7 separate regions of the Mus musculus genome follow, and regions 2, 3, 4, 5, 6 and 7 are each linked to region 1. The links are chromatin contacts, called in public Hi-C and HiChIP or PLAC-seq maps. All regions are on one chromosome and are shown on one strand. Each heading gives the region's core, a stretch centred on a gene start, on an enhancer-like site or on the middle of the called end of the contact. The rest is flanking DNA. Distances are from core to core; before and after follow the strand shown.

Region 1 (3,460 bases), core at 619-3,118:
AAGATTCTATGATTCTTCATCTAGATTTCAGAATAAAAGTTTGGGCTGCTAAGGAATTAACATTTCTTTGGATCATGTCTCCTATTAATAGGGAAGGCTTGGGGTTGTTTCATCTTCCAGGAGGGCAGGATGTGAAGAGAAAGTGAAAAAAGAAAGCTAAAAAGGAATTGACTATCCAAAGAAAAGAAAATGTAAGATGAGCTGGGGAGGAGAGAGGATGAAAATAAAGATGGGAAGCAGAGAGTGAGTCACTGAGAACAGGGAGGGGTGAGGACTGGGGTGGGGGGAGGGAGGTGGATAAGCCTAGGATGGGGGAGGGGTGATGAGTGAGGAAGGAAAATTGGGAGGGGAGTTCCTAAGGAGCCAAAAGGGGTGGAGAGATAAGGAGGGGGGAAAGATGGAGGGGGATGGAAGGGTGGGTTAAGGGGAACAGAATTAAGAAACAAGCAATCTGGGAGCTCCTTCTCTGTGTATCTGTGGACTGAACATACAGAAATATAAAGTGTCTCCTTCCCTTACTCTTGCATAGATAACTTCTGAAACTAGTGAAGACACTGCACACAGTGGAAAAACGAATGCTCATGAAGCATTTGCTAAAACTAAAGGTTTAAATACCAACGTGTTTGATTATGTATGAAAAGAACTGCTAGCAACTTCTTTTAGCCACAGATAAGATTTACATCAACACAATTATTTTGAAAAAAGTGTGCACCCCAAATTTTCATGATGACAAGGAACATATGCATTTTTAAAAGTATTTAAGTAAATAATGAGACAGTTGCTTTTAATTTGGGGCACAAGAAAATAAAGATCATTACATTTGGCTACCAAAACTATTTCAAGTCTGCCTTTTTGAGCAAAACTTGTATCTTTACCTTGTTTGGAGGAAAGCAAAAATATTCCTGTTAAATTATGTTATCTTCAGTAATGGAAATCCAGCTAAACAGAACATAAAACAACTTTTGGCAAACTCTGAGCACATTGAATGTGTGCAATCATGGAATGCAATAAAAACAGAAACAATGACACGTTTTTGCAGCCTGGGCTCATTTCTGGAAGGTCCATAGATAGTCCACATTTATAGTTTTACAGAAATACATAAGGGATTCTATTTATTTTCTAGTATCTTCTTAAGGGTTATTCATTTCAGAGACATTTCTAGTGCATTCTTTTGAAAAACATGGCTAAATATCCTATCTTTGTAAAGAGAGCAGTGTACAAAGGAGAACATGAAATTATTACAAGAGACCAATAAATTCCAGATGGCCTGGGAGCATGCCAAGATGTTCACAATGCAGGAGGGGAGTACTTTAAAACATTTTTTAAAAGGTGAACATGAAATCAAGTTAATTTAAGAACAGTTTTTACCTTAAACAACTAGAGAATATTATACATGTACATTAACTTTTAAAAAAATCAAATATAGAAAACAAAATTAAGGTTAACAAAACATTCCACAGTCAGAGGCTAGACAGGAAATTCTTAGGAGGCTGATTTTCCCACTATCTTACCCTTTGTAAGAAGTTAAGGCAAAATTAACCCAGAAAGCCTGTTCAAATCGGTACCTACTTACCTACGTTGGACTGCTGTGCCAAAATAAGAGTGGGATGAAGAAGGGTGAGAAGAAACCAGGTTCCACTTTGCACAAAGCTCATCATGTCTAAATATCAGACATGAGACTCTTTGTGCAAAAGAGGAGAGAGGAAGAAGCAGCTCAGAGTAGCACCATCAGTTGTCCCTGCCCTTCAGCACCGGGCCCGTCATAAAACTCAGCCGCTCGCTTCCCTCTGCTCTGGCCTTAAATAGGAAAAAGTTTGGCTTCCCTCACTTTCCAGCCCCTTTCTGAAATATGAGAGCAGAACCCATCCCCTCAGCAGTAAAAGCAATGATTAATATATTTTTCCCTGTGTGTAGAGGACACAACCCACAGACACAGAAACAGCACATCTGGAGCATGTGTACATCAGCCTATGCATATGTTTATAACATGCATTAGTCTTAAATACATATTTGCATGACAGAAACACATAGGAATGTGCTTTGTGATAGCCTACAACAATTGTTTGTGTGTTTTTAAATTTCCCTCTGAAACAGTAAAAACTGTCTGAATTTGAAAAAGTGTTTTGACTCCCATTCTCCGGCATGGTCATTTTGTAAATTTTATCTTTCTAGAAGACTCTGATACTTTGAGTTTTGCCAGAGTCCATCCTGACTCAATTTTAACAGGAAACTGTAAGAGACTATAAAGGAAAATCCTCTGAAGGCCCTGAACTCACCACCCACTCTGCATTCCAAATGTTAGACTGGAGGCAATTGTCACAAAACTGTCTTTGAGCTATGTTTGAAGAGATATTGAGACTCTTATCTGTTACTGTTCCCCTTGCTCTATTTCTCACGAATTTCTTTAGCAACCCTGACTGCTTCCTTGTAAAATTTCCAGTTTATGTGTTACTAAAGAAATCAGAACAGGCATTACTAAAGAGAAAAAAAAGCAATCAAACTTTTCAAGTCTTGTCCTTGTAAGAAACTACAAAAGAGAAAGTTCAAAGTGTGGAATAGAATTTCTAATTTCTAATGTAATAATTACTACAAATATGTCTACATCAGTATTTTCTATGTTTCTGTTCCAAGACCTCATCTGAAGAGTTTTCTATGTATTTCTAGATCTAGTTGAGGAATAAATACCACTATATCTCTGATTAAATCTCTGTAGAAAAAATGTACTTGTTACCCTTATTATGATGACCAACTTATATCTTGATACCCTATCCTTCACTTCCTTATTCCTTCATTTATCTTTAAAAATCAATCGTGGGCATTTTGATCCTAATCATGGCCATGTGCATTTATTTCTTTAGTCTTAACCTCATAGAAATATTCCCTTTTTGTGCATGCACACTTAAAAATTTACCCCATTATATCAATTCATGTTATTTCTTAATGATCCAGCTCAAAACTTCCCTCTTTAGGAAAACCATCTCATTTAGAATTATTTTTTATATATAATTTTCTCTTTCCTAATATATAATACTATTTTTAAAAATCTGTTTTTATAGACATCAATGCTATAAGCATGGATAATGCTATGTCTTCCTCCATGTGTCCCTGCTCACAGAGAGCCCACACTGAGATGTTCAAGGAAGAAAAGTGATGTCTTTTGGCGACAAGAAGCAATAAAATAGGACAAAAATCCACCCCCTGTGCATCTTCTGATTTCAGATTGGAGAAGAGCTGCCAGAAGAGGCAGGGAATAGAACTTCTGAGATTGGCTGGGCTCGGGTTAAAGTGAAGAAATTGAGGACCGACATGTATGTGTCTTTCTATTAATAGTCTTCATCCTTTACCTCAAAGTTTTTGTCTGTTCAAACCATGTTAGAAACATAAGTTTTTCATATATTTGCAGTATACAAAAACCAGTGCTAATACATATAAGTACATCTCTCTTTACTCTAAATGGAAA
Region 2 (3,460 bases), core at 261-2,760, 480 kb before region 1:
ATGTCCATTTTATCCCTTTAATTCATAAAACAATGTCAACAAAACCCCGTATACTGGTAAGTATACTGGCAGGGTATTGCGGGAGAGTACACCTTCCACAAATACTATAAATACCTTTCTAAAATAGGGGTATTTACTATTTGCAGTTCACAGTTGCAGAGGGTAGAATCCATGACCATCACAGTGGAGCCCATGATGGGTGTGTGTGTGTGTGTGTGTGTGTGTGTGTGAGAGAGAGAGAGAGAGAGAGAGAGAGAGAGAGAGGGAGAGAGAGAGAGAGAGAGAGAGAAAGAGAGAGAGAGCTGGAGCAGTACAGGAGACATCCCTGTGCAGAGAGCTGATAATGGATTAGGCTTTTGAACCTTTCAAGCCTGCCCCATTGGCACACCTCCTCCAAGGAGGGTCTGCTTCCTAATCCTTCAGGAATAATTGCTCCTCTTGGGGATCAAGCATTCAAACAACTGAGCCTAAGTATCTCTACATTCAGAGTGCTCTGAAAAACTAGCCCTACTACACACCTCTTCTAGATGATACAACGTGGCAGCAACAATGCCAGCTGACAAGCAGCGAACTGAAAGCCACTATTGTAAAAGTTGTGTGCATATAGACACTTTCTCCTACAGATCTAACATCTGTTTTTATGTAAAACTCAAAAAAAAAAAAAAGGAAAAAAGGAGCCTGGTAATTATGATGTTTTTCTGCGGGAAAAAGGCTGAATCATTAATGATTTTGAAGTCCAAAACGTTCCACACGTGAACATTAGTCTGCATGGTCAGACCGGTGCACATACGGAGAGAGTGACCATTTTCCAACCGAGCGGCTCCTAGTCCCTTGTAGACACCTGACCTGCCCCTGTAACCGCCAACCTTCCCGCAGGTGGAGTCCTGGGTGCAAGGCACACAGACACAGCAGCAAAGCCGGGCGGCTCCGGGGAGCTCCGGGTCGGTCCATGCGCTGCGCGGCGCCGCGGACTCCAGCCTCGCAGTCCGACCGTGGGCCGCGCCGCGCCGGGCACTCCCCTCCCCGGCCCGCGGTGCCCGGAGCCCTGTTGACCCGCAGCCTACTGCATACTTGGAATCCACGGAGAACACGGCCCTCCTGAAGTTCAGCCGGCTGCCGCCGCAGCGAACCACGCGGACTCCCTCTTCTACCATCTTCACGCAGGCGCAGGAAGCACCGAGCACCGGCCGGATTACGAACTTCCTTCATAGGCCGACTGGCCTGGCCCTACTCTTCCGCCCGCGGCCCGCCTGGGCCTCTCTAGCCTGGAGACTCTATGGTCGGCTCCACGCCTACGCCGCCATCTTTAGTTTGGGCAGGGTCAAATTAAAACCCTTGTAGAAGGAGTAAAGCCCAACAGCCACGCACAAAGTTAAATCATACCAGATGCCGCTACAGCTATTCGATACAGAAGAGAGTTTTCTCTTCGGCCTCTTTTACCGGACTCTAAAGGTTCCGCCAGAAGCGGAAGTGAACATCCTTTCTCCTACTGAAGCCGTTGCCTTTTCTGTCACTGTGATTGAGCGACAGCAAGATGACGCAGTCACCCTACTCCTATCCCACCCCCCTCCGTTGCCTTTTTTTGGGAGGGGGCGGGGTTCAAAGAGCGTCTTCTTGCAATGGTAACTGAAGTGGGGCGCTTTAGCTCTTTATGGCGGTTCTATGAGCATCGCTAAGTTCCTGTAGCATCTACGCCACACTTGCCAATGCAGTTTCGACTCCAGAATAAAAGTACACCTTGGTGTCAGGGCTCCTGCAGTGATGTCCGGTTTGCTCCAGTTGTTCAGTTCCTGTTGTTCAGAAGCCCTGACTTCTGAGGATGTTGATTCTTTTTTTTTTTTTTTTTTAGGTATTTATTTCAGTTACATTTCCAATGCTATCCCAAAAGTCCCCCACACGCTCCCCCACCCACTCCCCCACCCTCCCACTCCCACTTCTTGGCCCTGCCGTTCCCCTGTACTGAGGCAGATAAAGTTTGCGTGTCCAATGGGCCTCTCTTTCCACTGATGGCCGACTAGGCCATCTTCTGATACATATGCAGCTAGAGCTCCGGGAGGTACTGGTTAGTTCATATTGTTGTTCCACCTATAGGGTTGCAGATCCCTTTAGCTCCTTGGTTACTTTCTCTAGCTCCTCCATTGGGGGCCCTGTGATCCATCCAGTAGCTGACTGTGAGCATCCACTTCTGAGGATGTTGATTCTTAACACTTTGTGTTTTGTATTCGAGGTTGCTGCATATCTGTGTTGAACCGTTCGTTTGTCAATATTTTCCATTGTGCTGGCTCTTAACGACCCCTAAGGAAGGGCATCTGATATCTTAACCCTAACAGGAGCAGATTCTTGATACATTTGAAATTCACCATAACTTTATGCTGATTCATAGCAGGAAAAATATAATCCTAAGGGTCAAAACATCTATAGATCTTTAGGCAGGAGAGAGAGAGAGAGAGAGAGAGAGAGAGAGAGAGAGAGAGAGAGAGAGAGAGAGACGATTAGTTTTTGTTGGGTTCATAGTTTGGGGAGACAGAGCTAGACAGGAAGATACTGATTCTGTTTTTATCTCAAATTTAAAGAGTTTCTTTTTCATAATTATGGTATGCTTTTTCATAGTGGAAGAACATAGTGAGCTTAACCCCCCATCCCACCCTAGACTCTTGATGTCTAAGTAATACATCCTTTAAACTTGGAAACTTTGAGATCGGATATATGCTTATTATATTCTGAGACAATGAAGAAAATAAATGATCAAACTAGTTTTTACTTCAGTTGTTTTACTGTTTGGTGAACTTCGTTTAAATTAAGAAAGAATGAGGCTTTCTGATTGGACAAAGGCTAGTTGGACTACTAAACTCGTGAAAGGATTCTTTCCATGCAAAAATTTAATCTACTAACATTTCCAATAAAATTATAATTTGTGTTTTTATTTCTTTTTGCATGAACATTTAGGAACCAAATTTTCTCTTGACAGCTTAATATTTATCATTTCCTCCTCCTCCTCCTCCTCTTCCTCTTCCTCTTCATCCTTCTCTTCATCCTCCTTTGCATAGAACAGGAACACTGTTGGTGCTAGTGCACTGGTTGAGTAATGTCTTCTTATACTTTGATTTTTCTGTTTTGTCATTGTATTAGTCAGGGTTCTCTAGAGTCACAGAACTTATGGGTAGTCTCTATATAGTAAGGGAATTTGTTGATGACTTATAGTCTGTAGTCCAACTCCCCAACAATGGTCAGCAGCAGCAGTGAATGAAAGTCCAAGAATCTATCAGTTGCTCAGTTCCACAAGGCACACAGGGGAAGAAGAGAGAATTTTCCTTCTTCCAATGTCCTTATGTAGGTCTCCAGCAGAAGGTGTGACCCAGATTAAAGGTGTGTACCACCACACCTGGATCTGCAACTTGCTTTGTCGCATGCTGACCTTGAACTCACAGATTTCCTTGCCTCAGTCTCCTGGGATTAAAGG
Region 3 (3,460 bases), core at 520-3,019, 460 kb after region 1:
TTGCTGAAATAATATTCTCCTTCTCCTATACCTTGCCAATGATGACTCTAAAGTGTCACTGTGAAAATGCATGAAATTAAATCTCAGTTTTCAAATTCTGAGATTATCTAGTCCTCTCCCTTATTTTCAGCCTGTTAATGGAATGATTAAAGTATATTTTTTCTTATAGTTTATTCTTGCCTCTTCCTTTTAGAGTGTAACAAGGAGTTGTAATATGTGGAAAATTCAACAAATACTTTACATTCCTTCCCTAGAGAAATCTAAAGCTTATCAAAGCGGGAGTATACATTCTTTTTTCCATATCAGAAAAAAAATACTGACACAGCTTGACTGGTTCTTACAACAGAATTATAAACAATGTCAAGTAAATTTATGCTTCAAATTCAAATCCTTGTCTGAAAATTGAAATACACAGGAGGAGTACACTCCACTTTAAGCATGTAGCTGAAGTTCTTCCCTGGGATACTAGTTGATGTCAAGAAGCTTATCTTGAAATGTTTATGTGATGGTCTTGGGACTATTCTTTGTGTCTGTACAAACACTCTATTTCTTGCCTATAAAATCTTTAGTAAAATCCATTTATAAGCATATGCTGAAGTTTGTAACATCTCAGCAAGAAGACATTGTATAATGAAAACTAGTTCAAATTTTGTTCTGCTAGATGAATGTGGAAACTAATGAATCATACGTTGAATAATATTAGAGATGCTTTTATTTGATAACACATCTGGAGTTCATAAAGATAATCCTGCATTGTTCTGGTGCCTGAGAAAAAGATACCATGAGAAAGTTTTTCTACATCTCATATCACCTACCCCACCCTACTGTCTTCATGAGAATGTTCCCCACCACCCACCCACCTCAGAGGGTGGACCAGAAGGGGAATAAAATCTGGAGTGTAAAACTAAATTAATAAATAAAATATAAAAAAGAAAGTTTTTCTAACACAAAGCTATTGGAAAATCAGTGGTTGATATTTGTTTGCCTGAGTTTATAGTCTGCAGTTGGAATAATTGGAAACTGCAAACAAATGAGATTTGAGTTACCTTTAATTTTATGAAGAACATGAGTAATAAACTCTACAAGGTATAAGGAATTCAGAGCCAGGAGCAAAAAACAAGTAAATGAGGTTTTATCAAAATATAGTAATAATAAATGCATAAAATAATGAGAGATGTGTATATTGTTTATAATTGATATAAATAATCAAAATATAATGAATTATTTATATCTCATATATATATTTTACCTGTAAGATAATTTTATAGAAATTGTGGCAGATCATATGACTCTGTTTTAGTGTTTTGCCAATAAATAACTTGGTAGATATTCTGTTTTGCTATCTACAATTGACATATCAGAAGATCTGGCTTTAAGTTATTTAGGATAATGTGAAACAAAACCACCTTTAAAGACAAGTTTAAACAGCACACAGAAATTTATTAGTGAGAATGTTTAACAAGCTGCAGTGTTGCCTAGCGACTATTCTCCGAGACCTTGCAGGATGGAGGAGCAGGATCACTTTCCCATCACACGTGTGCATATGCTCATAGTCAATGTCTCCCATTCCCCTGTTTCCTTATTTTATACCAATATAACATAAGTAGTCATTTATTTTTAGTCCTTTCCAAACACAAACTTGGGATTTCTTCTTTATGATTTCACTCTTTAACTAGGTGTCAACTTGACATGTGTCCTTGCCTACAGCACAGTAACTAAGTGCAGCTGGGTCTTTGGGATTTATGACATATTTTTGTTGTTAAGAGCCAAGAGGAGTGACTGCAAAGTAACCGAGTGACTTAAGGGGGAAAACATAAAAGACAGAGTCTGTCTTCTGAAGAAAGAAAAAACAACCAAATCTTTGGTCAGTGTTTACTCTCAAGTCAATTTATCATGACACTGATTTTACTTCCAGAGTTTATGTAACAGCTGTGAGTATTACAAGAAACTGAGTACTTGGTAGAGTTGTATAAGTCTCTGTATTTTTCTATATTGTTCATTAAAAATGATAAAGATGAAATATTTATTTTAAGGACAATAGAAACAAAAAACAAAATATCATTTTACTGTAACTAAAACTGTATTGAACTATAAGCTAGATATAGTATGCTTTATAATGCTTACAATTTAGGTGAGAGTAACATCCTGCATAGATTGATTTCCAGGTGAGATACATTTGATTACGTGCAACAGGAATTCATAATTTTTAGTCTTTTTGGTTCTGCACATTCTGATTAAATGTGTTCTTCTTTCTGTTATTAAATAAAAAAATGTAAAGATAATGAACAGTATATATATATATATGTGTATATATATCTATATATGTGTTTTAATAGAAATAGAATTATATGACTTCCCCTCCCATTTCTCCCTCCAGCCTTTCCTTCAAGCCACTGTGAGTTCATACTCCACTTAGCTATTTATAGAAATATGAAGTGGCAGGTTCTCTGTCAAAATAAAATTAATAAATATTTATGTAAATACTATAAGTACAATGAGCCTCCTTTATTTGTAGCCACTTAGGATATTACTTCCTATATTCAGATAATAAAACATAATAACACATTTCTACAATTCCATACATAAAAAAGAAATCATAAACTTTATTATACAATAAATTTAAACAATTAGTAATAAAATATTTTGACTTTTTTCTTTTTTATTAAAAAAATGTACATGCAGTGCATTTTGACCATATTCTTCTCCTCCACAGCTTCTCACAGATCTTCTGCCTCCTATCCAGCTAACATCATTTTCTTTCTCTGTCTTAAACTCTGCCCAAAAGATAAGAATCAAAATACACAAAAAGACAAAAATGCCAATGTAAACTTACAACCAAACAAAAGCACACAAAATGAATGGATTCTGTTTTCTGTTGGCCAATGACTTCTGGGCATGGGGCTTTCCCTAGAATGTAGTTGGTATATACACAGAAACTCCGCTAGACAAAATTGATCTTACTTTTTCCCTTGGGTATCAATTAAAAACAGCTTCTTGATTAGTGATAGAATGTTGTATTTACTTTTCCTTCTCCGTGCTGAGATTTTGTGTTATTTAACTTGTGCAGATTTTTGTGTATCTGTGAGTTTGTGTGTATATCAACCGTGCTGTGTCTAGAACACACTGTTTTCTTTGTGTCATCCACCACCTCTGGCTTTTATAATCTTTGTGCCTCCTCTTCTTTATAGATCTCTGAGTCTTGAGTTTAGGAAACACATCATGTAGGAATAAGTGCTCCAAAGTCTTCCATTCTCTGCACTGTGTCCAGGTCTCTATGAGAGTTTCCGTTGGCTGTAACAAGAACCTTCTCTGGTATGGTGCACTGATCTACAGGTATAGCAATATATAATGATCAGTCATTTTATTGCTCTGTTCTTTCTGTACCTTTATTAGAATAATAGTAGTAGGGTTTCCCCTATACCCATGAACTACCAGTCTCATATTGTTGACCACATTAGCA
Region 4 (3,460 bases), core at 391-2,890, 360 kb before region 1:
AACTTTGGTTTTAGTATCATTCTGCATTCAGTTAATAAAAACATTTTCTTTAAGTTGAATATGACTTTTATATATCATTTGTTCTATCATTTACTGCATTTAATCTTTAGAAAACTACTCTTTTAGTCTGTTTTCTGAAAGAAAAGCTTTCTTTCTTGAATGCTTTTGCCCCAGAGCTTCTGTAATGTCACTTCAGGTTTGTATGGACTAGCTGAATTTCATGCCCAAACAGCTGCATTTTCTTTGTGCAGGCACATGTGTGTATTAAGGTACAGGCAGACAATGCATAATGATGCTAGAATATATGGCTTTTATGTTTTAGGAGGGCTAGGGTATGGTCCAAAATATGAGAAATTAAGATAATTTATGACAGGGAGTGGCAGGAGATTATCTTACTTATTGACTCCATGTTTTCTGACTCTGGGAAATTCCTTGTATTTTCTGAGGCTTGTTTTCCTTGTCTTTGGAATACTGTGAATACCAGAAATAATATTTGTTGAGCACCTTGTAGAGGGAAATCATAGTTTGCACTAAACGCGTAGCTAATAACAGAATCAACGACTGGGGGTTAGCAGGGAGAGTAAGATCTTCCTGCCAGAGGCAAGAATCTGTGAGGTGCACATGGATACTCCATGTTTCTGTCCTCCACAGCAAACCAGATCATCTATGAGGTGCACGTGGAGACTCCACAGTTCTGTCATCCACAATAGACCCAGCTGGTGCAGTCTGCATGTAGCTATAAGATGAATTCATAAGCAGGTAATCCATCTGCCATCCTACATATAGTCCAATCTTTTCATTTTTGCAGCACTGGAACATGAGGCCCAGAGAAGTATAATTTGCTCAAAATGCCACATTAAGTATGGCAGAAATCTTTGAAAAGAACTACAAACTCAGGAATTCTTTAATACAAATATTGGTTGTGCTCACCTGCTTTCACAGTAACTGAATTCATTATCATTCTGCATTTTTATAAACGAGAACCGAACTCCTTTTTCTTTCATATCTTTTGCTCTACAGAATTGAGTCACATTGAACATTTTATACTGGCAGTTATTATTTTAAATGTGATGTCTGATTCAAACCTTATGTTCATTAGCTTTCAGAAAAGTAAAAAAAAAAAAAAAAAAAAATGCCCGAGGGTCAGCAGATGTTGAAGGACGTAGGTAGACAGATAATTAGGAAGTGGTTTTCTAAGTAAGGGTTACCCTAAAATTTTATGCACACTCTCCTTTGATCTTTGGACTTTTTTCTCTTTGGCCTGCGTATGATGCTGGAATCCACTGTAGCTGGCAATGGTTTAATTAATCCTTTTCACGGAAAAGTTCATGTTTGCTAACAACTACAGAATTCATTTGAATTTACTTAGCTAAAGGGGAACATGATGAAGAACGATAGAGTGAGGTCTTTGTCTCATCACTTACAACTCAGCCTCCACTGTTTTTGTTTGTTTTAGTTACATTTTCAAACATTCCCATTTTCCCATGTTCTGTGCTCGCCTTGGGAAACCTTCTAATAGCATAAACGACAAACAGGAGTTCCTGCCTGCTGACTCATCAGTTCGGTTTGGCAGGACTCTACTTGCAAATGCTGCAGCAGGCCACTTTCAGAGTAAGTCCCTGGCAGCAGATGTCACTGTTGGTCTGTCTAACTCTGGGGCCTTTCCTCACTAGTGGAGCTCATGAGCCTGACCTAGTCAAGCCTATATTTCAGGGAGCATGGTTTTATGAAACATTTAATAGTGGCTCGTGGGACTGATTTAAGAGTCATGTCTCGATCTTGTTTCATTACACAGTATTTTAAATACTGTTATTTTTCACTTTTGCTTCCTATGTTCTGGGGAATCAAATTCAGTACCCTTGCATGCTAGGCAAACATTCTGCCACTGACTTATACCCTGCACCCTTGTTTATTTTGAGACTGAGTTTCACTGTGCATTCCAGATTGGTCTTGAAATCTTGGCTCAGCCTTGTGAGTGTTGGGGTTACATATGTGCAACACTAGCCTCCATTTTTAATAGAGATCTTTTCTATTAACTTGAAATGTTTTTCCTTTCTTCTCTCTTGGTTCATGTTGTATATTTTATTTTTGAGGATTTATTTATTTTATGTACATGAGTACTCTATAGCTGTCAGACTCACCAGAAGAGGGCATCGAATCCCATTACAGCTGGTTGTGAGACACCATGTGGTTGCTGGGAATTGAACTCAGAACCTCTGGAAGAGCAGTCAGTGCTCTTAACTGCTGAGTCATCTCTCCAGCCCCGTGTGTATTAAGAATGGAACATCTCTCCTTCTTTTCTCTCAACTGTGCTCATTTGCTCATGTGTAAATCCCTTGATGACCCATTCTGTAAGAGATTTTTTTTCAACATCAGTTTTGTACCCACAGTTTTACTTAGTTTTGTGAGCTGTCTATCTATACTGTCTGTTAACCTCTCACATTCTTTCTTCTACTTACTCTTCTCTGGGATTCCAGGACAGTGACCTTAGAAGTCACATACCTCAGACTCAGCTTTCTGAAAGCGTTGAGTAAGACTTGATACTGCAATGTGAGAGTGGGAGAGGGGGCAAGGCATTCTCCAGTCTCTATTTTACTATTCTGTTCAACCACTAAGCATCAGTTTGTGATGGTAGCTGTAGGGTAGTCCCAGCCTCTTGCTTCTATTGGCACTTCTATAAGAAGTCTCATAATTTTCTCTCAGAGGAACCCACTGCCGGCAGCAGCATACATCCTTTCTTCATAGTACCAGATGTGAGGCACCTCCTGCTATCTCCTAGGTTCTGTTTATCTTTACCCTTTGTTTCCTGTGTCTCAGGTCTGTAACTGCTTCCTAAGTTAACTCTGTGTCTCTAACCTCCATTAAAACTCTGTGTTGAAAACCATGGTTTTCTTTTTTCTTTCTTCATGACTTGTTTTTAACGTAAAAAAAAAAATATATATATATATATATATATAAAGTAGCAACATCACATCATGTTTTGATTAATATTTTTTCTGCTTGTTACACTTACAGTTTGTAGGTTGAACTCTAGGTATTTTGTACTTTTTGGCTAATATCCACTTATCGATGAGTACATACTATGCATGTCCTTTGGGTCTGAGTTACCTCACTCAGGATGGTATTTCCTAGTTCCATCCATTTGCCTGCAAAATTCATGATGTTCTCATACTTTAAAAAAAATGATTATTTTATTTATTTACACTTCAAATGTTATCCCCTTTCCCTGTTTCTCCTCTGCAAACACCCTATCCCATTCCCCCTTACCTTGCTTCTATGAGGGTGCCTCCATACCCACCCACACCGGCCTCACCAACCTAACATTCCTCATACTGGGGCAACAAGCCTTCACAGGAACAAGGACCTGCCCTACCATTGATACCAGATAAGGCTCCTTCAGCTCCTTTAGTCCTTCTTCTAACTCCTCCATTGGGGTCCCCGTGCTCAGTCCAATGGTTGG
Region 5 (3,460 bases), core at 614-3,113, 320 kb before region 1:
AAATTTTGTGGATAAGGAAGAGCAGGCATAAAACTGAGCAAATAGTCTGAGACCATACAGCTACTCATGCTGGTGGGATTTGAAGTGGCTCATCTAAATCCAGAGTCTTAATCATATCTGTACTCTGAATCAATAGGAGTGCATAGAAGTTGCTTACCAATTCTTGTAAAATATTTTTTGAGTTATATGAACTTTTCAGAGTTATATGAAACCAATATTAGGTCATTTAAAAGCTCTAAGTTCTGGTCTTCTCACAAAGTTGAATGTCATTTTATCACTGATTTCTCTTTTGGGCAAAACGCAGAAGTACTGAGGAACTTCTTCAGATGGTCCCTTTTGCTCTTTCTCTAGGCAGTCATCACTGGTAAACAAATAGACTACACAGTACTCTTTAATTATTTCACAATTTTATTTATGAGCACACATCACTCTTTACCTTCAGATGTTTTCAAGATCAAATGGAAGACAGTCAAGTTCACTCTTTGTTATGTGCAGAGAAAGACAAAAGCTGGAATTATCTGGAATAATTTGGTCATGTACTTCTGGTCATCAGTATGTTACCACATGCTGCACTGAAAGCACGGAAGGGAAGCACTCAGCCTCTTTCTGTATGTTCATGACTCATGTATCCAGGTCAAGTCCCGCTGGGCACTTGTCACTTCATAAACAGCAGGGGGCAACCTTTCCTTTCTGATCTTTCTCTCCACAAAGATGTTCTTGGATTTTGTTGAAGTTCCCAGAGTTCTCTTGGGGCATGTGATACCCAAAGTTGGAAATTATTAAATAGTTTGGATTCATAAAGGGTGAAATATATCCCTATGTTCACAGTCCTCAAAGTATTTGAGAAATTCTTAGGTGAGTAAGTTTAAAATCCAAATAGCAAAACTGAAGTTAGTGAATTTGTTGTTAATTTACAAAGCTGAAGGAAAATATTTTTTGAAATAAAGTGACCCAACAATCCCCACAATTTCAAACAGTTTGCAGTGAGATGAGTAAAAGATGCCAATTTGACAACTATGAAGGTCTAACAGAATGCTTTCTGCATTTCTGCAGGTTCTATACATGTATGACTGAACTTCAATGTGGATTGCTTGTATGTGTGTATATATCTATCCCATAATCTCCAGCATCAGATGTTTTTCTTTTCTTGTCTTTCTAGAGGGTTTGCAACTTCAGTGTATGAAAGTACCAGGATTTGTATGGTCTTCTTTGTACCATGTGTCCTTGTCAAATGAAGTTCACACTTGTCTAACTGGAGAAGATTGCTTAGAGAGTATAAGACATGTTTTCCCACGAAACAAATATAGGTATCTTGGTATTATCCTAACTTAATATCTGATAGGTAAACATTCTTTTAAAAGTTTATCTTGTCTGTGTTCATTTTTAGACATAATAGCTAATAATTCTTACAAAGAAAATTGTAAGTCTAAAACTATTTTGTGTTTTAGAATAATTTTTTTCTTTGCAAGAAATAAAACATTTCTAATATTTTAAATTTTAAACAATCTCTGTGTTTTATTTTTGAACTTGGAAGAAAATACAAAGTTACTTATAAGAAACATTTATTCACTTAAAGTAAGTTTTTGCAGACTGCATTTTACTGTTGAATGAGTGCCATAAAGCCTTCTAAAATCGCTGAATCCTGGAACTCTATCTGTGCTGTGGAGTATCTTGTTTGTGCCAGTATCTCACTGCTCTCAAAGGTCCTTTCCTGGCTGCAGTTTAGTATGACTACCTCCTGTTTTTCTCTCCAAGTGCCTCCCATGGAAATTCTTGAAAAATAAAGCAACGTTTCAACCCACACTTTAATGAGTGGACTGGAATCTCTATTCCATTAGCTATCTCAGAAGTGACTCATAGAATTGTCTAGCCTGTGCTTTCCTAACATTTTCCATCCACTCTAAGTTATTTCTTCATCTTTACTACTTGAGTGCTTTACATATTTGCCAGCTGAAGAACTGGAAATAAATGAGATCTATAGTTTCAAATTTGAATGTGTTGTTTGGGCTTTTAAAATGAAGCCCTGGTGATCTAGTATCTGGCAGAAATACCTTCAGAAAATTGGGCAGTTAGAATACAAGTTACTCAGCTACAATTTGCTTACTGTGAAGGCAAGCCCATGCAGTCTACTGTTTTCTTTTGTATCCATTCCTTTATTTGTTACCATTTGTTTCTGTGGAAGCACCTTTAGACACCCAAAGTATCTAGGTACTTCATTCAAAACAAGTACTGCCCTATCAGATAGGGTAGTGTCAGAAATACAAGACAAATGGGACATTACGATTGAGGAGGCTTCAAGTGTGTTCCCTGAGACAACGAAAGGAGGTGGAGCATACACTAATGAGCTGATCACTCGTTTACTTCATGGAGATTCTCACGTTCACATGAGAAATATGTGTAAATGCTATAGAGGACTGAGAAATTATTAAAAAAAAAGAAACAACTGATAAAAGTCATCTCCTTGTTGACACACATCTAAAATCTCTGCTCCCTTCACTTTAGCATTCCACTTTACCCGTAACCCAGAAGCTATGTCTCAGACACGTTCTTGATCAGCAGCAGAGTGCTTTGTGGGGAGACATGGAATAAATGACTCAGGATCTTGGCAGTTCCGCTGTGGCAGTTGTTGCGGTATGTGACCTCCTGAAAATCAGTTATTTCAGCTCAAGTTCAAGTTTTCTCTCTAAAAAAATTATAGTGTTTTCTGACTTGTCTATCACATGATATTTTTTGTTTTGAGCATCAAATGAAAGAGTATGGGAGTAGAGGGAAGCCCTATAGATGGTTCCGTTTGTCTTAGCTTTCTATTGAGGGACAGACTCTGAAATTACAAGCTGGAAAGAGTTTTTAAGGACTTTGTTAGGTAAAGTAGAGCTAACTTCCCCCCTCCCCCCAGGCTTTGGGGAATAGGACATTTGCGCATCGTGCAGCCTATCTAAGCAGACAGATGCTTACAATGATGAACAACAATTGACAGAAAAATACATTCCTTCTTAAATAAGACCATAGGAAGTTTGTGTTATCCTAGCATAACTTACCTTGCTCTTTAGGCTTTTAAGAGCTGACTATTGTTTGTTGCCTTAGAAACAAAAGGCTGGGGAATTAAACAAAGAGAATTAAAGGTCTTTACTGGTCCTACAAGTGATAACTTACTATGCTTTGAAAAAAACTCTACATGTCAAATTATATTTAATAAGATATTTGGGTAGAGAAAACTAGTAGCATGGAAAATATTGTTATATAAAAATATGTTTTGTAGTACTAGAATAATGATATTTTTGACTGAAGCAGGTAGTTTCTCACTATGTATTGAGCATTTTTTTCCAATTTTTTATTAGGTATTTTCTTCATTTACATTTCAAATGCTATCCCAAAAGTCCCCATATACCCTCCCCCCTCCTTCCGCTCCCCTACCCACCCACTCCCACTTCTTGGCCCTGGCATTCCCCTGTACTGGGAC
Region 6 (3,460 bases), core at 418-2,917, 290 kb after region 1:
ATTTTCCTCTTACTGGATGAGTAACATTTAAAAGGAATGGCTGCTTTTAAGTATTTTCCTATAAACAGTTGTTAGATAACTTGAATAAGTTACTGTAAGTATGCATTTTCTTTTCCTTTTTTGTTTATTCGTTGAAATTTTCAAATATATATATATATAATGTATCTTGATCATATCTAATGCCCTCTTTCCACTACTCCCTCCCTCTCCAAATACAATTGCCTCCCATCTATTATTTATCCTTTAAGATTTGTTTCATTATTAAGCATGATAGTGGTGGTGGTGTGTGTGTATGTGTGTGCATGTGTGTGGTTTTTTGGATACATGTGTGTGTGTATGGGGGGGTTATACATGTGAGTTAAGTGTTTATATAGTCCAGAGGGAAAATAAAATACCATGGATCTGGAGATGCAGTTGTGAGCCAACTGAGGTAGTTGCCAAGAACTGAACTGAAGTCCTTTGAAGAGCAGTAAACACTTTAAGTTCTGAGTCATTTATCCAGCCCCCATGTCTCTTTAAACAAATCACTCCACGAAGTCCAATTACTACTGCCATTATATGCACTGATGTGGATTGTTATCGACTGGGGCTACGGTAATCTTCCAGTTGCTATTCCCCAAGAAAAGTGATTCTCCTGCTCCCAGCAGCGATCAACTTCCAAGAGCTTCCTGGGAAGGTGTGGGGCCTCAGGAGCCCAGCTTCTTTGTGTGCTAAAATTTTTAAATGTCTTGATCTGTGCAGGTAGCTATATCTACTGTAAGTTCATGTGAGCAACTATTGCATTATGTCCAAAGGACAGCATTTCACACCACTCCTCTGTATTTTCTAATTAATTTATCTATTCTTTCTCCTCTTGTATGGCATTCACTGAGTGTTGGTATGGAGGAGGGCTGATATAGATGTCCTTATGTGTCACAAAGCACTCACAGTCACTTATTCTTAGCACTTTGAACACTGATGAGTCTCTTCATTAGAAGCTGCCTACTACAGTAAGATGCTCTCTGCTCAAGGTTAAGTTTAAAGCAAATCTGTGCACATTTATGTAAATATTTAGAGGGCAGTCTGATAACATGAATTTTGCAAAATAAAACAAATAGGTTTCCTCTTTCAGACTATGACTTCCACCTTCATGGGTTTTGACCAAGTTTCCAATACCCATACATGAATTTGCCAGTGAGGAGCAGATCTCAGGTCTAATCAAAAGAATGGTTGGTTAGCCCATAAACACAGTCTTGCTACTCTTAGCATCAATAGTACATATTGTCCTGTAGGTCAGTATTGTTTAGAATGCAGGGTCCAACACAGGGTTATGCCATTGATGTCTAGTGGTTGCCAGCAGCCAACAAAGCACATACCAGCCCGGTGAAAGCTAGCTAACAGAGAGATAGGTTTCTGCTTAGTTCAGGCTTTGTTTCTCTATTTTCTACAACCAAAATGTGTGATTTCTTCAGCAATGAGGAGTTACAATTTTAAAAAAATGTATCTTCCATAAATCTACTTCCTTAGAAACATAAGGTTTTGCTTTTGTAAGAATAATCCATGTAGAATTTTTTAAAATGAACAAACACCATTTTTCTTTCTTGACCCTTTTATTATGAAATGCACCCTGTGTCTATCCAGCTGTGTGGCTCTGGGCCAGTACTGTGAGTCACTGCCCTACATTCTGCATGTACAAACAGGAATTAACAGAAAGGAGAGGCAAGGATAGTGCTCTTGGGTCTTGCTTACAGTCAAACACCAGGGGAGGGAAGCTATTATATGATTTCCAGTGAAGTCTGATTTGCTGTAATTCTTTCAAATCACAACATTTTGAGTTTTAGTTAGTTGAGAAGATCAAAGAGATGGAGTTAGGATAAAAAGAGAAATGGTTCTCAAAAAGAAATTTTGATTATGTTTTAGCTAGGAAATCCCTTGACAATGTTAACAAATACTTCCACTAAAATGTCATAAAAGCAAAACATCAATGACGAAGTGTAAAACGAATGTGTTTCTCAGATCCATGAACTTGCAATAAATAACCTTGACAGGATGTAGGTATATCTCCTGGTGTTTTGCATCTCTCTGACATTTTCTCTCTCTCTCTCTCTCTCTCTCTCTCTCTCTCTCTCTCTCTCTCTCTCTCTCTGTTTTTCTTTCTCCCCCCCCCATGTTGTTACTAATACTGAGAAAGAATATTATAAATCATATTGTGAAATGTTCTGAAAATATTACTGATAGATTTATAGTTAGTAAAGTCAAGTTTTAAGGACATGGTCAGTTCCATACTGATTGGTTCTATGAGTGTTGGCTTACACTCATTCTCATGACCCAATTTTATACACTTCCCTCGTCCATTTCTTCCATTTTCCCCTTTCTCTCCTGCTCTAATATCAGCACAAAAAAATTTTTAGTGAGTCATTGGTGGTGGCTAGTGTTTAGCAAGTCCCACACTATCTAGTAATTACATGATATCAGCAACTGGTCCACATGAGCAGTTTGCACTTGGATTCTAGGCAGGTTAAACACATGGATTAAATAACTTTAGTGGGAACCAGATGGTTCTAATCAAAGAGCAATTGTTCTCATAGACAATCAGATGAGGAACAGATTCACAAGCAGATTCCCATGCCACGTTGACTAGAAGCTAACAGTGGAGCCTGAGCTCCCACGCCCAGCTTCCCTCCCTAAGGAAAAGAGAAATGAAAATGAGCCCAAGGGCAAAAGTGAGTCTGAACAGAAAGATATACTACACCATGTAGCTGCTAGAGAAAAGGGAAATTATAAAACAGAGGGGGGAAAAATCTAGAATTTCAGGAAATCATCTATTTGAAAATCTCTAAACCTCAACAGATTTATTCATCCTCATTTATTAGTTTATTTCATTCTTCCTTTAGATAAAGATATAATTCTTCTTTTAATATTATATGTAAGTTGATCTAGATTCATAGATACTTTTGTGTGGAAAATTGGGGACATAAGATTGCTGTTAGGGATACCTGAGAACTTGTTTAATAAAACACATAAGTATTTGTGCTTAAAGTCAGTATAGAATTCTTTAAAACCCCAGAGTTACTTCTACAGGTCCTGTTTTCATAAACAGAAAAATGTCAGTAATTTTCTTGTGGTCTCTAACAGTTAAGTATTGTATAAATATTGTTGTCAGTGTGACTGCTGTTATTTTTATCCTGACTTTACTAAGTCCATTTACTGAAGCCTTCTCTGGTAAAAGGTCTGGAAAGCTTCAAGTCCATACAATCAAAAACAATGATGAACTCCCTTAGGAATGCAGCTTCACTAAACACCACATGAACAGAGCCTTGCTGAAGCTGGGAAAATGTTGTAAAGTGTGGTAGAAATATCCATATGAGGAGGCAAATGGACATTGGACATTTCAGCCTTCCTCTTTGTGTTTCAGTGAACCAAATATAAGAACACATAATAGAAGGTGAAGAAATGGGACACAATGTAGGAGAAAGGCAAG
Region 7 (3,460 bases), core at 302-2,801, 270 kb after region 1:
TCTCTCCTGACATGGCTCTCAAGTTGGGCCAGTCATTGTTTGGCCATTTCTTCAATTTCTGCTCTATCTTTACCCCTGCACATCTTACTATCAGGACAAATTGTGACTCAAAGGTTTTGTGGGTAGGGTAGTACCCCATTCAATTGGAAGTGTTGCCTGATTACAGGAGGTATCTGGTTTAGGTTCTATATTCCATACTGTTAGAAGTTTTAGGTAGGTTCACACTCATTCATTCATCCTTTGTCCTAGATTTCTAGTTTATCCCAGAGATGCTCCCCCATCCAAGTTCTCTCTCACAAATATTTAATACTCTTAGTCATTAGGGAAATACAAAGCAAAACGACTCTAAAATTCCATCTCACACTAGTCAGAATGGCTAAGATAAAAACAAACAAACAAACAAACAAACAAACAAACAGACGAACACCCTCAAGTGACAGCTCATGCTGGCAAGGATGTGGAGCAAGAGGAACAGTCCTCTACTGTTGGTGGGAGTATAAACTTGTACAACTCCTTTGGAAATCAATCTGGTGGTTTCTCAGAAAATTGGGAATAGATCTACCTCAAAACCCAGTTATACTACTCCTGGGTATATACACAAATGATGCTTGACCATTCCACAAGGAAACTTACTTAAGTATTTTTCTTTTTTTTAATTAGGTATTTTCCTCACTTACATTTCCAATGCTATCCCAAAAGTCCCCCATACCCTCCCCCACTTAACTATTTTTCATAACAGCTTTACTCGTAATAGACAGAAACTGGAAAGAACTTCGATGTCCCTCAGTTGAAGAATAGATAAAGAAAACAGTACATTTATTTACACACTGCAACAATACATGACTATTATAAAGAAGAACATCATGAAATTTGCAGGGAAATGGGTGGAACTAAAAAATATTACCCCAATTCCCAACTGAGGTAAACGAGATTCAGAGAGAAACAGATAGTATGTACCCAGTTATAAGTGAATATTACTAAAAAAGTACAGGATAACCATGCTACAATCTATAGTCACAAAGCTAAGTAACAAGGAGGACCTAAGGGATGATGATTGAACCTCACTGAGAAGGAGAAATAATCTAGACATCAGGGGTAGATGAAGGGAGGGAACTGAGTGTGAGAGGGAGTTGGGATGAGAACAGGAGAGATCCAGTAGAGAGGACACAGGGAGAGAGAACTGATCTGGATTTTATTATGAGAAAATTTTTTCCTGAATTTTTTTTAGCCTGCCCCATGTGATTAATGGGGTTCCTTTTATTTATGATGTCACAGCAGTCTCAAATTCAGAGACATAGCACATATTGCAGACTTCTGCTTTTCTACTTAGCTAAAGCCAAACTACACTAGGTAGGATTTAAACACAGTTAAGGAGAGCATTCCTATTAGGTCAGAAAGCAGGAAGAGGAGGCTTAGTGTGGAATCCAGCAGTTGGAGCAATAAAGCTCCAAGGAAGGTTTTGTGATTTCTGCACACTTAGGCCCAAGTAGGTCTGACAAAAAGCCACAGAGCACACATTTCCTGTTTAAGTCAGTGCTGGATCCAGCCCCAGAAACTCAATATTGCATTGACTGTTTCCAGACTTTGGCCAGGACCAAACCTCATTTCACCACTCCTAGTCCTATTTCTGAACTTTAAAATGCTAGAGAAGTCGGGTTGATGGATTAATTTAAAGTTTACTGCTGAGAAATGCAAGGATTCTCTCACACATGCTCATGGTCTAAACGTAGAAAGATTGAGATTTCTGACATATGTGTTGTTACCTGCTTTTGCAGAAAACATTAGTTAAACACGAGGTGTATCTCTGAGAAACATGTTATTTTTAACATCTTTATAAGAAAATTCAAGCCAAATTGGAACTCAGTCATCGGGATCCAGGAAAGACATTATAATATTTAAGAAACACCTCCACAGAAAATATGACTCAACACAATTTTAGAAAAACATGGTGGTCACTTACTGGCTGTGGTGTAGATGATCTCAAAGTCAATTTAATGACTTTAAAGAAACAAGTCATAAAATAAGTAAGAGTTGCTTAGTTAAGATGACCACAGTTAGTCATCAGTGCTTTCTGACCTCTGACATATTGATGTGATTTTAAATTGTCTAGTAACAGCTGTATTTCTTTATCCATATGGTTTCAGGCCTTTATCATGAAAGAAATTCATCTGTAAAAATATTTAACTCCATGTCTTTGGGTTTACATTGTTGTAATATTAACCATGACACTAGTCAACATGAGGGGTAGTGGGTTTATTTCAGCTTACAACTCTCAGTTCACAGCCTTCATATCAAGGAATGAGGTCAGGGCTAGAACTCAAGACAGGAACCTGGAGGCAAAAAACAAAAACAAAAACAAAAAAACCAGAAGCCATGGTGGAGAATGGCTTAGTAACTCCCCCCACTCTACCTTATTGTACTTTCTTCTAGCATCCCAGGATCACCCGGGTATGGCATAGCTCAAACTGGGCTTATCCTCACCACATCAGTCTGTAGTTTAAAAATAAAACAATCAATATTAGTTAACAATAAACTTTCCTTTTTGCTCATTCTTTATTAATATCACAATATAGATATTATAACATAAAAGTATCACAGTCCTTCAATTTCAATTCTTTAAAAATCCAGTCTCTTTTAAAAGATCCAAAGTTCATACCAAACATTGGATGGAACTTGTAGACAATTACAGAAGAGTTGGGGGAAGGACTGAGAACTCCAGAAGGTAGAGGAACCCCACAGGAAGACTAACAGAGTCAATTAACCTGGATCCCTGAGGAATCTCAGAGACTGAACCATCAAACAAAGAGTATACATGGGCTGGACCTAGTCACCCAACCCCACATTTGTAGCAGATGTGTAGTTTGGTCATCATGTTATTGCCCAACAACTGGAGCTGGAACTGTTCCTAAAGCTTTTGCCTGTCTGTGTGGATCTCATTCACTTAACTGGCCTGCCCTATGTGGTCTCAATAGGAGAGAATAACCTTGTCCTGCTGAGACATGAGGTGGAAGGGTGGGGGCATACTGAAGGGTAGCATTCAGTGAAGACAGAGAGGGAGGGATTATATGAAGGGGAATCATGAGTGGGACTAGCAATCTGAATATAAAGTGAATAAGTAAATAAATAATAAATAAATGGGAAAAATGAATGTGTCAAGCTCAATGCAACATTGCTGCTTTTACTTACAAAATAAGACTTAAATGCATTTTTGTTTCATTTAGTTAAACATATTTATTTGTTTGCTTATTCATTCATTTATTTTTGTTTGTATTGCTACTTGGGAGAGGGTTCCTGTGAGTTCAGCTGCCTATGGTGGCTGGAGAAATCGGATCCCCTGAAATTGGAGTTGTAGGATATTGTGAGTCATATGATTTGTATGGGTGCTGTGAATCATACTTTGTCATTTGCAATAGTAGAATATACTCTTTTTTTATTAGATATTTCCATTATTTACATTTCA

Evidence for each region. A called contact is a pair of places that touch in the nucleus more often than the background predicts. HiChIP or PLAC-seq counts read pairs in DNA pulled down with a chosen protein or histone mark.
Region 2: an H3K27ac HiChIP or PLAC-seq map of the NIH/3T3 cell line shows a contact between it and region 1, with 3 times the contacts expected there. The contact joins the promoter of Wdr75 here to the promoter of Col3a1 in region 1. A contact is called at or near these places in 8 of 39 promoter capture datasets (the 3T3-L1 cell line, 3T3-L1-derived adipocytes, cranial neural crest and 5 more), 1 of 484 Hi-C or Micro-C datasets (uterus) and 1 of 115 datasets of contacts at active chromatin or transcription factors (the NIH/3T3 cell line).
Region 3: an H3K4me3 HiChIP or PLAC-seq map of embryonic limb bud shows a contact between it and region 1, with 4 times the contacts expected there. The contact joins the enhancer-like site here to the promoter of Col3a1 in region 1. A contact is called at or near these places in 13 of 39 promoter capture datasets (the 3T3-L1 cell line, 3T3-L1-derived adipocytes, the C10 cell line and 8 more), 8 of 484 Hi-C or Micro-C datasets (adipose-derived mesenchymal stem cells, embryonic fibroblasts, tail fibroblasts and 1 more), 3 of 115 datasets of contacts at active chromatin or transcription factors (cardiomyocytes, craniofacial prominence and embryonic limb bud) and 1 of 9 other capture datasets (adipose tissue).
Region 4: a contact with region 1 is called in an H3K27ac HiChIP or PLAC-seq map of heart atrium, with 5 times the contacts expected there. The contact joins the enhancer-like site here to the promoter of Col3a1 in region 1. A contact is called at or near these places in 15 of 39 promoter capture datasets (the 3T3-L1 cell line, 3T3-L1-derived adipocytes, the HPC-7 cell line and 8 more), 15 of 484 Hi-C or Micro-C datasets (3T3-L1-derived adipocytes, the HL-1 cell line, adipose-derived mesenchymal stem cells and 8 more), 6 of 115 datasets of contacts at active chromatin or transcription factors (the NIH/3T3 cell line, craniofacial prominence, embryonic fibroblasts and 3 more) and 1 of 9 other capture datasets (adipose tissue).
Region 5: a Hi-C map of the C2C12 cell line shows a contact between it and region 1, with 8 times the contacts expected there. The contact joins the enhancer-like site here to the promoter of Col3a1 in region 1. A contact is called at or near these places in 1 of 39 promoter capture datasets (hippocampal neurons), 1 of 15 datasets of contacts at CTCF or cohesin (embryonic stem cells), 23 of 484 Hi-C or Micro-C datasets (the C2C12 cell line, the G1E-ER4 cell line, the HL-1 cell line and 10 more), 5 of 115 datasets of contacts at active chromatin or transcription factors (the NIH/3T3 cell line, cardiomyocytes, embryonic limb bud and 2 more) and 1 of 9 other capture datasets (adipose tissue).
Region 6: an H3K27ac HiChIP or PLAC-seq map of the NIH/3T3 cell line shows a contact between it and region 1, with 5 times the contacts expected there. The contact joins the enhancer-like site here to the promoter of Col3a1 in region 1. A contact is called at or near these places in 16 of 39 promoter capture datasets (the 3T3-L1 cell line, 3T3-L1-derived adipocytes, the HPC-7 cell line and 10 more), 18 of 484 Hi-C or Micro-C datasets (the C2C12 cell line, the HL-1 cell line, the STO cell line and 8 more), 9 of 115 datasets of contacts at active chromatin or transcription factors (the NIH/3T3 cell line, cardiomyocytes, craniofacial prominence and 6 more) and 1 of 9 other capture datasets (adipose tissue).
Region 7: a contact with region 1 is called in a Hi-C map of the C2C12 cell line, with 3 times the contacts expected there. The contact joins the enhancer-like site here to the promoter of Col3a1 in region 1. A contact is called at or near these places in 15 of 39 promoter capture datasets (the 3T3-L1 cell line, 3T3-L1-derived adipocytes, HPC-7-derived erythroid cells and 9 more), 15 of 484 Hi-C or Micro-C datasets (3T3-L1-derived adipocytes, the C2C12 cell line, embryonic fibroblasts and 5 more), 6 of 115 datasets of contacts at active chromatin or transcription factors (the NIH/3T3 cell line, craniofacial prominence, embryonic fibroblasts and 3 more) and 1 of 9 other capture datasets (adipose tissue).

What each region holds. Positions count from the first base shown.
Region 1 is chr1:45,309,946-45,313,405 of GRCm38.p6, reverse strand. Col3a1 (collagen, type III, alpha 1) reads right to left here and starts at 1,868. Exons shown (of 51, transcript NM_009930.2): 1 at 1,574-1,868. The coding sequence starts at 1,658.
Region 2 is chr1:45,793,216-45,796,675 of GRCm38.p6, reverse strand. Wdr75 (WD repeat domain 75) reads right to left here and starts at 1,510. Exons shown (of 21, transcript NM_028599.3): 1 at 1,072-1,510. The coding sequence starts at 1,154.
Region 3 is chr1:44,847,805-44,851,264 of GRCm38.p6, reverse strand. No RefSeq gene overlaps it. Among named protein-coding and RNA genes, the nearest start is that of 4930521E06Rik, 100 kb to the right of the region's middle. Within about 2 kb of position 1,769, at least 4 of the 459 cell types and tissues checked have an H3K27ac peak or open chromatin away from gene starts, as enhancers often do. A contact at or near this core is called in embryonic limb bud and uterus, where this site is marked.
Region 4 is chr1:45,671,106-45,674,565 of GRCm38.p6, reverse strand. No RefSeq gene overlaps it. Among named protein-coding and RNA genes, the nearest start is that of Gm23216, 13 kb to the left of the region's middle. Within about 2 kb of position 1,640, at least 50 of the 459 cell types and tissues checked have an H3K27ac peak or open chromatin away from gene starts, as enhancers often do. A contact at or near this core is called in the NIH/3T3 cell line, adipose tissue, heart atrium and 3 more, where this site is marked.
Region 5 is chr1:45,625,259-45,628,718 of GRCm38.p6, reverse strand. No RefSeq gene overlaps it. Among named protein-coding and RNA genes, the nearest start is that of Gm23216, 59 kb to the left of the region's middle. Within about 2 kb of position 1,863, at least 57 of the 459 cell types and tissues checked have an H3K27ac peak or open chromatin away from gene starts, as enhancers often do. A contact at or near this core is called in the C2C12 cell line, the HL-1 cell line, the NIH/3T3 cell line and 7 more, where this site is marked.
Region 6 is chr1:45,020,523-45,023,982 of GRCm38.p6, reverse strand. No RefSeq gene overlaps it. Among named protein-coding and RNA genes, the nearest start is that of 4930521E06Rik, 280 kb to the right of the region's middle. Within about 2 kb of position 1,667, at least 77 of the 459 cell types and tissues checked have an H3K27ac peak or open chromatin away from gene starts, as enhancers often do. A contact at or near this core is called in 3T3-L1-derived adipocytes, the C2C12 cell line, the NIH/3T3 cell line and 12 more, where this site is marked.
Region 7 is chr1:45,041,437-45,044,896 of GRCm38.p6, reverse strand. No RefSeq gene overlaps it. Among named protein-coding and RNA genes, the nearest start is that of Col3a1, 270 kb to the left of the region's middle. Within about 2 kb of position 1,551, at least 48 of the 459 cell types and tissues checked have an H3K27ac peak or open chromatin away from gene starts, as enhancers often do. A contact at or near this core is called in 3T3-L1-derived adipocytes, the C2C12 cell line, the NIH/3T3 cell line and 4 more, where this site is marked.